2 separate regions of the Gossypium arboreum genome follow, and region 2 is linked to region 1. Evidence: chromatin contacts called from public Hi-C data. All regions are on one chromosome and are shown on one strand. The core of a region is the stretch at or near the end of the contact, and the rest is flanking DNA. Distances in the headings are between cores, read along the strand shown. Region 1 has its middle 9.3 kb from the start of LOC108476692. Region 2 holds the start of LOC108473067 (receptor-like protein kinase FERONIA).

What was found. A called contact is a pair of places that touch in the nucleus more often than the background predicts.
Region 2: a contact with region 1 is called in a Hi-C map of leaf, with 2.3 times the contacts expected there. The contact joins the promoter of LOC108473067 here to the enhancer-like site in region 1. A contact is called at or near these places in 2 of 5 Hi-C or Micro-C datasets (both in leaf).

What each region holds. Positions count from the first base shown.
Region 1 is chr7:16,746,366-16,751,846 of ASM2569848v2, forward strand. No RefSeq gene overlaps it. Among protein-coding and RNA genes, the nearest start is that of LOC108476692, 9.3 kb to the left of the region's middle. Within about 2 kb of position 3,941, at least 1 of the 2 cell types and tissues checked has an H3K27ac peak or open chromatin away from gene starts, as enhancers often do. A contact at or near this core is called in leaf, where this site is marked.
Region 2 is chr7:17,025,003-17,030,584 of ASM2569848v2, forward strand. It overlaps LOC108473067 (receptor-like protein kinase FERONIA), which reads left to right and starts at 4,018. Exons shown (of 1, transcript XM_017774632.2): 1 at 4,018-5,582. The coding sequence starts at 4,190.

The sequences.
Region 1 (5,481 bases), core at 2,691-5,190:
GTTGGTATCCGCCACTAATCAAGTCTTAATTAGAGGTTCTTAAGGGTTAGATTAAGTCGGGTTGGGCTCATGCAATATATTTAAATCAATTTTCTAAGTTCGGGTCCGATCTGAAAAATGAGCTTACTTTTTGTCTAAACTCGATATAATTTAAGAAAGTTAAATTTGGGTTCGGATCGGCCCACGCATATTTGTATCTTTTAGATTAGTTTTTATTTAAAAAATATAATACACAAAATACAAGAATAAAAGTTTTCAACACATTAAAAATACATTAAAAAGTATTTATATTAAAAACACTACCATAAATATAATAAATATTTTATTATATTAAAAATACAAATAAATATAATAAATATTTTATTGTGTTAAATATAATTTTAAAATTTTATATTTTGGGTTGGGTTATTTAGTTGGATAAAGTTTTTTTTTAGGTTTTGGGTAATGGGTTTAATTATTATTGGGTTAATGGTTTAATATAAATATATAATGTTTATTTAACATAAATAATTAATATAATTATTTTTTATAACATAATATATTCGGCCAAGCCAAATAAATCTTGCCAATGCGACCCATATAGAAAACTAGCCTCAATTTTACCCAAGCCTATTTTTCGAGTTTGCATTTTGTCAAACCCTCTCATTTTTTGGGTATGCCATTAGGCCTGAACGAGTGGCCCGTCCCATGAGCAAGTTTAATCTTAATCCAGTTGCGAAATTATCAAAAACCTATTATTTTGTAAAACAACAAACATTATTTTGAGAATATTTTACTTTTTTATTTATATTTTTATATAAAATCTAAAAATTACATACACATTATAAATTTTAAACCCAAAATATTATGATATTTATTATCTCAATTTTACCTTTATATTTGATTTTTATATTAAATATTTTATAATTTCTATTACATAATTATTTTCACCTACATGAGTTTAAATTAAAATAAGAAATAACTTCAAATAAAATTTTAATTTTTATGAGTTAAGTGACTCAATGAAGGTGAAAGTACAGAAAAATTAATTCATTAAATATTGTATGTTAAAAAATTTTACTTTAAAATTTATTCAACATTGACTATAGGTAAAGCGGTCCAAACTTTTATTTTAATATTATTAAACACATGCTCAATCATTAAATTTATAATTATTTTATTTAAAAGATACTATAAAAGTCTTAAAAGATAAAAATATCATAAAAATATTAATTATAATTTAAAAGAATAGGTATTTCTATAAATTTATAATTGAATTAAAAAAATTCTTTCAAAATTTATTCTATAATGAATATAGGTGGAGTAGTAATGAACTTGTATTTATTTATTATTAAACACATGTTTTATCCTTAAATTGTAATTTTATTTTAATTATTTTTATTTAAAGATGATATAAAAGTTTGAAAAGATAAAAGTGCTATCATAATAACATTAATTATAATTTAAAAGAAGGGTTATCTATGTAATTTTATAATTAAGTTGGTGACCAGTTAAATGTAATACCAACTAAAAAAATACTTAAATAAAGTATAGATAAAAATATATAAAGATTTGAAATTTTCTATAAAAATATTTATTTATTTTAACTTCAAAATTTTAAAATTAATTATCAAATTTGGTTGTAATTTGGATAATTTAAGTAAAATTAAAATGTAAGTAAAATTACATTTTCAAAATTTTTATATATTATCCATTTGATTATAAAAATATTTATTAATTAAATAATAAAATTAAATATAATAATTTGGATAATTATTATATTTAATAATTAAATTTTATTTAAAATTTAATTAGATAATCAGAATTTTTAAAATTTAGGTAAATGTTTAATTAAATAAGAAAATTAATTAGATAATTATCCATTTGATTTAACTTAAATATTTATTTCTATATTATCAATAGTATTACATACTTTAAATTCTAATTTTAATTTTAACATGAAAATTTTAAAAAGTAATTATATAGTTTGGATAATTTAAGTAAAATTTACATTTCAAATTTTTATATATTATCCATTTTATTATAAAAATATTTATTTAATCAAATAAAAATTAAATATAATATATTTAACAGTTCAAATTTATTATAATTTTAATTACATAATCAAAATTTTAACATCTCTTACGTAAAATCTTTAACTACCATGTCAATTATTCATGGTTATAAATAGATGATTGCTAACAATAGTTTCCATCATATATGTAGGTTTCTAGCGTTTACCCTTTTTTTTTTTTTTTTTTTTACATTTGTAAGATTTTTTTTTTTTGTTTTGTAAATTTTAAATGGGAAGAAGAAGGAAGCTTGGGTACTTATTGTAAAATGGAAATAGAAAAATAGAGGGTAGCATTAATGTGGAAAGATAGTTAAAAGTCAACATTGAAAAGTCGTCACGATCAAATCATTGCCATTTATCAAATTCATAGTTGTAGCATATGAATTTTTGAATAAAATACTTTAAATTATTTATGGAATAAAATTTCAACATATTGAATACGATATTTTCAATTTGACTTCAACAATGTCCATGGTGTTTCACAAGTTCGCTTAAGAGCTACACGATCTCAAAATTGTGAACTAAGTGTTATGGTTGGGTGCGTATATTCAAACGATTAAGAAATTTAATGTCGGATCAAATAAGAAAATTATGAGATTGATGATGAATATAAAGAGACTTGAGAAAGGGGTAAAATATCAATATATGTTAGGCAAGCAATTTAGAATTAATTTGTCTATGAAGAAGAAGGATCGGGCTGAATCGATTAAATTGATAAACAAACAACTTAAAGTGATTTAGAAGTATGAAATCAAATTTCAAAAAATTAAAAGGAATTTGTTGTGATTTAAACTTTTTTGTCAAGACCTGAAAAATATATGTTTTTAAAAAGAGATTGGGTTAGTCTTTTTGCATATATGAGTATGTCTGGACAAAATTTTAAACCCATATTTCGGGCTAAGTCAGACTTAGGCAAACATAAAATATATTAATATCATCGTTAGGTCTTATCCGAATTTAACCTGATCCGGCCTATGAACACCTCTATGTATGACTTACTTTAAATATTATTATCAATATTTCTATGATTGGTTTATTTTAATTATTGGAAGCTATTAAAATTTTACCTTAACTAAAATTTTGTGTATCAAGGTAGAAAAACTGGGTTAAAATTTTAGAAACTAAAAAGATGTACTACACACTAATTTGTTTCGATGAAAATTATTCGTTATTTCCATAAATTAATATATTTTATCATAATTAAAATTTATTGACTTCAACCTATTAAATGAAAATATTTTCCTTAAATTATTCCTTTAAATTCAAACAATTTTAGTTTAATTATTAAAATTTAATTTGGGGCATATCGTAATTTTTTAATATGTTTGTTTTTAAAAGATAATATAATTATACAATAATATAATTGATACAAGGGCAGATAGTGCAGTTTTTAAACTTCATATGCAGGGTTAAATGGTTTATAAGTGTCTTATAAATTGTGTTATAATATTAAAAACAATAAATATTTTTAAAAAGGAGAGAAGATAAAATTTTAAGACTACTTGTGAAATTAACAAAAATTATGTTATCAGCATACCAAATACTAACCATTGATACTATATATACATGAAACATGGCTTAACAATAATATAATTACCTTAAACCGATTCTTGCAATAATATAATTACCCATAAACCTCTTAATTTTTAAATATAAAAAGAATACGTGTTTAAGTATGCTCAAATTCACATATTCCTAATTGTTGCACTAACAACGATGGAAATGACTTTGAAACTTATTTGAGTTTTTTTTTTTTTTTAGTTTGAAGAATTAAAATGTTAATAAGATTCATAATCTTTTTCTTACTTGTGTAGTTTAACCATAAACCAAAAACACATGAATTTTGTTGGTGAAGATTAAGAAGGCCCATTAAAATAAAACCTTTGATGGACAGATTGAAGGCCTCTAAAGAAGATTGATCCTTTATACATGATTTTGGTCCATTGGGCTGTATTCCCTTCCAACTTTTATTCTTTTATATCCCTTTTACAAAGATAAAGTATTAATTGTTGTGTGGATTGAGTTTTAAGATCAGTTTAGTATTGTTTTTCAGAAATACTTTTAGAATAAAAAATATTTTTGAGATAAAATTATTGTTAAACAAGATACTTTTGAACTTTTCAAAAGTGTTTCTTGGACAAAAAAAAAAAGATTTGCAAAAGCACTTTTTTAATCAAAAACAGAAGTAGAAAAATTTAGTTTTTGCTCAAAAGTGCTTTTTGGTCCAAAAGTGCTTATGAGAAGTAATGTTAAATTAGCCCTTAATTCAATTGGTATGTGCATTGTTGCCAGTACAGGAGGACATAAGTTTGAGTACGCTAAAGCCAAAGGCGAAGCCAAAAATTTCTTTTAGGAGGGAATTAAATTGTAATTTTTACGATAGTAAAAATATAATTTTTAAAGGATTAAATCAGAATTTTATCATTTTTAAGGGGGGCTAAAGTGTAATGTTACCTTTACCAATTTAAAATTTTAAAAATTTTAAGGGGTCAAAATGGAAAAAATTTCCATTTTAGCGGCCCCTAGATTCGCCTTTGGCTAAAGTGCATTATCCTCCTATTTATGGGTTGGGGAGGGACTATGGATAGTTTTAGACATTGTATAAAGAACATATACGATTAGAATCTATAATAAAATTGTTAAAAGAAAAAAAACCAAATCCTTTAATTATCAAAATAATTACCAAGGGCTCAAAATCCTTAACCAAAAAAGGTGTTGTAGGTGAAGTGGTAGTATCATACCTATTGATTTTTTATATGCTATAATATGAGATTGAATCTAATTATATGCAATTATGCATGCCCACAATATAACTATATTCAGATTCTTGGCTTTTTTATTCGTTTTGATAAATCCAGAAGAAAATGAACTATTTCATTCGTCCCCATCCAAAAAGTTATATCAATATTCCTTTTCTTTTTTCTTTAATTATCCCTACTTAGGTTTAGCACTTTAGTGCATCCATAATTATAATTCATTACCATTAAAATGGTACCAAAACACACATGGGGTTAACCAGCTCCCATGTGCAATAATACACACAAAAAGACAATCAAAATTTTTATAATTAAAAAGACAAAGTAATTAGTAGCAAATATTAAGGTGATGATATGTCTTTTCATGATTCATAATTAGCTGAATATATTTGAAAATAAGGGTGAATCTATAAATCTTTTAGCAAGGGTAGAAATTTAATTATAATTTTTATAAATTAAAATATAAATTTATTATGTATTAATTTATAATTTTATCATTTTAAAGGGCCAAAATAAAAAATATTATATATTAATTTATAATTCATTTATTTATAAAAGGACTAAATTGAAAAAAAATCATATTTGATGGCCAAAGCGCAGCCTGTCCCCCTTGAGATTCGCCTCTATTTAAAAACAATGTTTAGGATTATGAATATATACTATTATATCCAA
Region 2 (5,582 bases), core at 2,768-5,267, 280 kb after region 1:
GGGTATTAATGAGTTAATTTTTCTGTTATAGACCCCGAGGAACAAATTCCGGAGGTCGATCGTGGTAAACGCAAGGTTTCGAAATAACCGAAACATATCTCTGAAATGAATACCAGGTAAGTTCGGATAACTTAAAGTAAACCCTTAATATGCATAATTGTATGATTTATGAATGCTTGATGATTGCATTTGTTATTGGTATGAAATATCATAGAAATGCATATTGATGAAGACATGAGAAAAATATCTCGGTTAAGGTTGACAAAGGGATTTCGATGGATAAACCCTTATTGACATGTGAACTGAGATCTGCATGTGTTGCAGTAAGGATTTAGCCCGAACGGGTAATCCGTGATCTTAAGTATGAAAAAGAATCTAGCCCAGACGGGTGTTCATTGAATGATCAAGCCTCTCGAAGAATATGTGTGCATGATGGATTCAGCTCGGATGGGTAATCCGATTAGGGTTTGAATTTAGCCTGGACTAGTAATTCAAATCCGAGCTCATTAAGGGTGTTTGTCGTTATAAGGGATTTAGCCTGGACTGGTAATCCTGCCATATGATGTAAGGTTCGCGGGAGTGTATATATGAAATGATCATTCGTATGAATTGACGGATAATGGGTATTCCATCGAGATTTCCTAGAAATTTAATGAGATTAACGTGGTATGCATATGTGAATGGAATGTTGAATGATGAGCTCATCTAGTTAAATTACATGATACATGATTATGTGACTAACTCATTGATTGAATGTATGTGATAGGAAATCATTTCATAATGGATCATTTCATGATTTAAGTATGGATGTATGCTAATTACTCGGTAAGTTTACTTTCCGGTTATTCGAGCTTACTAAGCATGAAAATGCTTACCCCTCTCTTTTTCCCTGTCTCACAGAGCTCGAGGACTCATAAGGACTGGAAGGCGATTGGAGAGTCAACACACTATCAACTAGGCAAGCTTTGGCATAAAGACTTTGTTTGTTTTGTTCAATGGCATGTATAGTATTTTTGAGTATTTTGTTATATGTGTCATTTGATTTGCCAAATGAAGGCATGTAAAAAAATATGTTTATTTCTTTGTATATGGCCATGAAAATTGGCTTAATTGAAGTAGGCTATGACCTACGAATTTATGCATGGTTTTATTTATAAGTGATGGGTTGTTACCAATTGGCAATGAGTCACATGAACGAGCCAATTTTGGATGAATTAAAGTGACACGGGAACCCATAAACACTAAATGGGAAATAACCTATCATGTATGAAACCAATGATATGAGGTTTCCATACATCTAGTTTAATCAAGATTATTTACAAGTGTATAATTGTGTTTTACTTTGAATTTGGTAACCACTAAGCACAAGTAGTAGAAAAGGGTGACTAAAGGCTTGGAAAATAGCCTATTAGAGTTCACATGGTTAGACACACGGGCGTTTTTCTAGGTCGTGTGTGACACACGATTCCCTCCCATGGGCGTGTGCTATGGCCGTGTGTCCCCTGCACTTAAAATTTTAGCTCAAAGTTGTACATGGGTAGACCACAGGGGCGTGCACCATGGCTGTGTTAAAAAGACAGTGTCGTCCACGGGCAGGTAGCACGGGTGTGTTCCATGGCCGTGTTGATAAGTCAGTGTTGCCCATGGCTGAAGGGCATGGTCGTGCCCCAAGTCACAAGGGCGTGTGAGTCCACACGACCCACTTACATGGGCGTGTAACACTTTATGATAAGGAAAAAATTCCTAAGGAGCCCAAGGTTTATCGAACATACCCGAATTTGTCCCACGCTGCCTCTCGGTATGTCATAGGCCTCGAAGGCCTATATAAGGGATGAGTTGTTCATGGATGAAAAGCTTAAAATTTGAGTAAAACTTGGTGACCCAATTTGGTACGTTTCAAAATGTAAAGTCCTAGTAATGCCTCGAACCCTATCCCGACGTTGGGTACGGGTGAGGGGTGTTACATTTGTGCTTGTGCTTTTCCAGTGTCATTGTAGTTTGAATTTTCGATGCATGATTATCGGTAAATTATCCTAAGACATTATCAGTGAAAACAATAAATTGAGGAAAGTTAACTTGAATATGGGTTGAGAATTTTGCTTGAGGAGAAGCAAATGCTTAAGGCTGGGGATATTTGATAAGTGCTAAAAGTAACGTGTTTAATCCCATTATTAATGCGATTTTGGGTGATTATCTGATGTTAATAGTGAATTTTACACTCCTAATCCTTTAAATTCATTTTTTTATATTTAGGAGAGCATTTGGGAGCAGAAGGAGCGAAAAACGAGCGAAAACTAGAAAATCAAAGCAAGTTACAAGAGCCACATAGGCTGACCCATTCCACACAGTCTGGCGAAACGGTCGCGTAAGCCACACGGCTCTGTGGTATGTCTTGTTGATTTCACAAATTTACACCCTAAACTGCAAGAAATCGCATTCTTTTAGTTTTTTTTTTGGATTTTAAGACGTATATATGACAAAAATAAGAAGAGAAGAGTGAGCCATAATAGAATATTCAAGCAAACAACTCGAAGAACACCACTGAAGCCAACTCTGAAGTAGATTTCCATCAAGATTGAAGAATCCCATTTGATTTCTTTGGAGATTATCATGAGTTTCTTTGTTTCTTGATGTTATATTGTATCTTGGATGTTTCTATTTCTGAGCATGAACTAATTTTCTAAATACCTAGGGAGATGAACCTTATGATAGATTCTGTTGTTTGATTTTTTATTTTATGGAATAAATTCTTAGTTTCTTGTTCTCGATTATGTGTACTTAATTCTTGGTTTAATATTTCTAGATTATTGATCCATATTTGATGTGCTTAAATCAAAGGAGAAATAAACTATGTTTAAGAGTAGATCTTGCATAGTTGAGTAGAGTTGCATGCAATCCTAAAAATAGGACGACGTAAATCTATCGGATTAGAGTCAAATCTAATGGGGAAATCCATAGAACGAGTTAATGCAATAATAAGAGTTTTAATTAGAAAGAAATTTCAATTAATCATCTAGAGTCAGTTGCTTTTATTCTTGAAAGAGATATTAGCATAATTTAAGGTCAAGTTACTAAGTACATAAATTGCGTAATTTAGATTGATAATGACAGATGAAATCTAGGTGGATTCTTTCTTGAGTATTGTTTCGCTTCTTAATTGTTAATAATTTATTTTCCTGATTTGTTTTTTGTTGTGTTCGTTAGTTAATTAATTTAGTTAATTTTAGTTTTTAATCAATCACTCCAATTATTCGGTTAAATAATAGAAAGACTGTAATTACTAGTACTTTTAATCTTTGTGGAAACGATATATTTACTCACCGTAGCTATACTATTAATTGATAGGTGCACTTACTTTACTCAAATTTTTAGTTGGTTTTGTGGACATCAGTTATTTTATATAAAATAATTAAAGTGCTTAATGTACATAAAAATTATTATTCTATGATATATGAATTAATAAAAATATTTTTATTGTTCATTATTATATTATATTGATAATTGAATAACTTTTATTCTATTAAATTTATAAACTTAATACTTATATTCTAAAATATTTATTCTGAAACTCAAATATATTATATTAAGACCAAACCAAATAATATACTCATTATTACCCAAATTTAAAATAGAGTAATTATAGCTCAAATCTCAAATTTAAAATAAAAAGAAATTAAACTTAATACCAAATACAATTTTAAAAATTAAAGATAAATTCAAATTTTAATTTAATAAAAATATTTTATTAAGATATTAATTTTTAATAATATTCTAGATTTTGGAAGTTATTATTTTAATATACCAAATTAGATGATTTATTGATGCTAATTCCTTGATCCTAAATAATAATAATAGAAAAAAACTAAAATGCTTGACTCACAATTCACCTAGTCAACGGCAACGCGAAAATATACGGTGTCATTTACTCTAGCAAACTGCTTATTTGCGACTAGTCTATGGAGGAGGAGTTTCCACAAATGTTGTTTTCAGCTATTCACAAGCTTAGCTGGTTTGCATTTTTAGGCCACCCATCCTTAGCTGGAATTGGCAGACTTCAAAATTGTAGCTTTTTACCACTTTCATTCTCAACTACCTTGAAGAATACAGTGGTATTCAATTTTCCCATTTATTCAGCTATATATAAGTTGCAGCCTTGCAGGCTTTTTCTACAAACAACACTAAAACCACAATGCTATTCTTAATTACTATCGTCTTCCTAATTCTTTCCATTTCACCTTCTATAACAAGTTCAGTTCCTTATATTCCTACTGACTACATACTTTTGAACTGTGGTGCTTCATCAAACACTACATCCTATGATGGCAGAAACTGGGTTGCCGATGATGACCACCTATATGCTAATACCTCTTCTTTTTCATCCACTGCATCCTATCAAGACCCCTCTGTCACTCAAGTTCCTTACGTGACAGCTCGTTTCTTTCGTGGTGAATTCACTTATAAATTCCCCGTTTCACCAGGCACTAAGTTCCTTCGTCTGTACTTTTATCCAAATCAATACCCTGGCCTTGATATTACCAGTTCCTTCTTTTCAGTTGCCGCTAATAATTACACTCTCTTGAGCAATTTCAGTGCCTATTTAGTTTCTGCCACTAGTCCTCCCCAAGCCTATATTGTCAAAGAATTTGTCATCACTGTTGGAAACAAGCAGATGATGGATGTCACCTTCGCCCCTTCACCGAATTCTTTCGCTTTTATCAGTGGGATTGAAGTCGTTTCCATGCCTGCAAATCTCTACACAGGCCAGACATATGGCTCTCTCCGCTTAATAGACACTAATTACTTTTTCGAGCTTGAAAACTCCACTGCTCTTGACACTGCTTATCGGCTTAATGTTGGTGGAAGAGATGTTTTAGATGTGCACGATTCAGGAATGTTCAGAACATGGAACCAAGATATTGACTATATCTTGGGAGCAGCATATGGAGTTACGTATTATGATCAGTCTGAGGCAACAATCAAATACACCGAGGCCACACCAGTGTATACGGCACCGGAAGCTGTGTACAAATCCTATCGTTCAATGGGGCCTAATCCATATATCAACTTCAATTACAATCTTACATGGCTTTTCACAGTTGATTCGGGGTTTTACTACCTCGTTAGGCTCCATTTTTGCGAAAAGTATCTACAGAAAGTGAATCAGCGTGTATTCGACATATTTATTAATAATCATACCGCTGAGAAAGCCATGGATGTGATTGCTGTGGGTGAAGGTAATGGTATTCCAATCTACAGAGATTATGTTGTGAGGGTGGCACAAAGTGAAAACGAACTATGGGTCGCACTACATCCAAATGCCGAATCTAAGCCAGAGTATAATGATGCGGTTTTGAATGGTTTAGAGATTTTCAAGTTGAACAACTCGGAAGGTAGCCTTGCCGCTCCGAACCCTCGACCAGAGACAAAGCCAATGCTTAAGCAAAAGTATTCAAAGGAGGGAAGATTTTTGAAACCGGGAATGGTCGTCATTGGAGCTACACTAAGCAGCATAGTATCAATCCTGCTTATATTGTCCCTTGTTTTTTGGCAAAGGAAACTTTTTTTGTGCAGAACGGAATCCA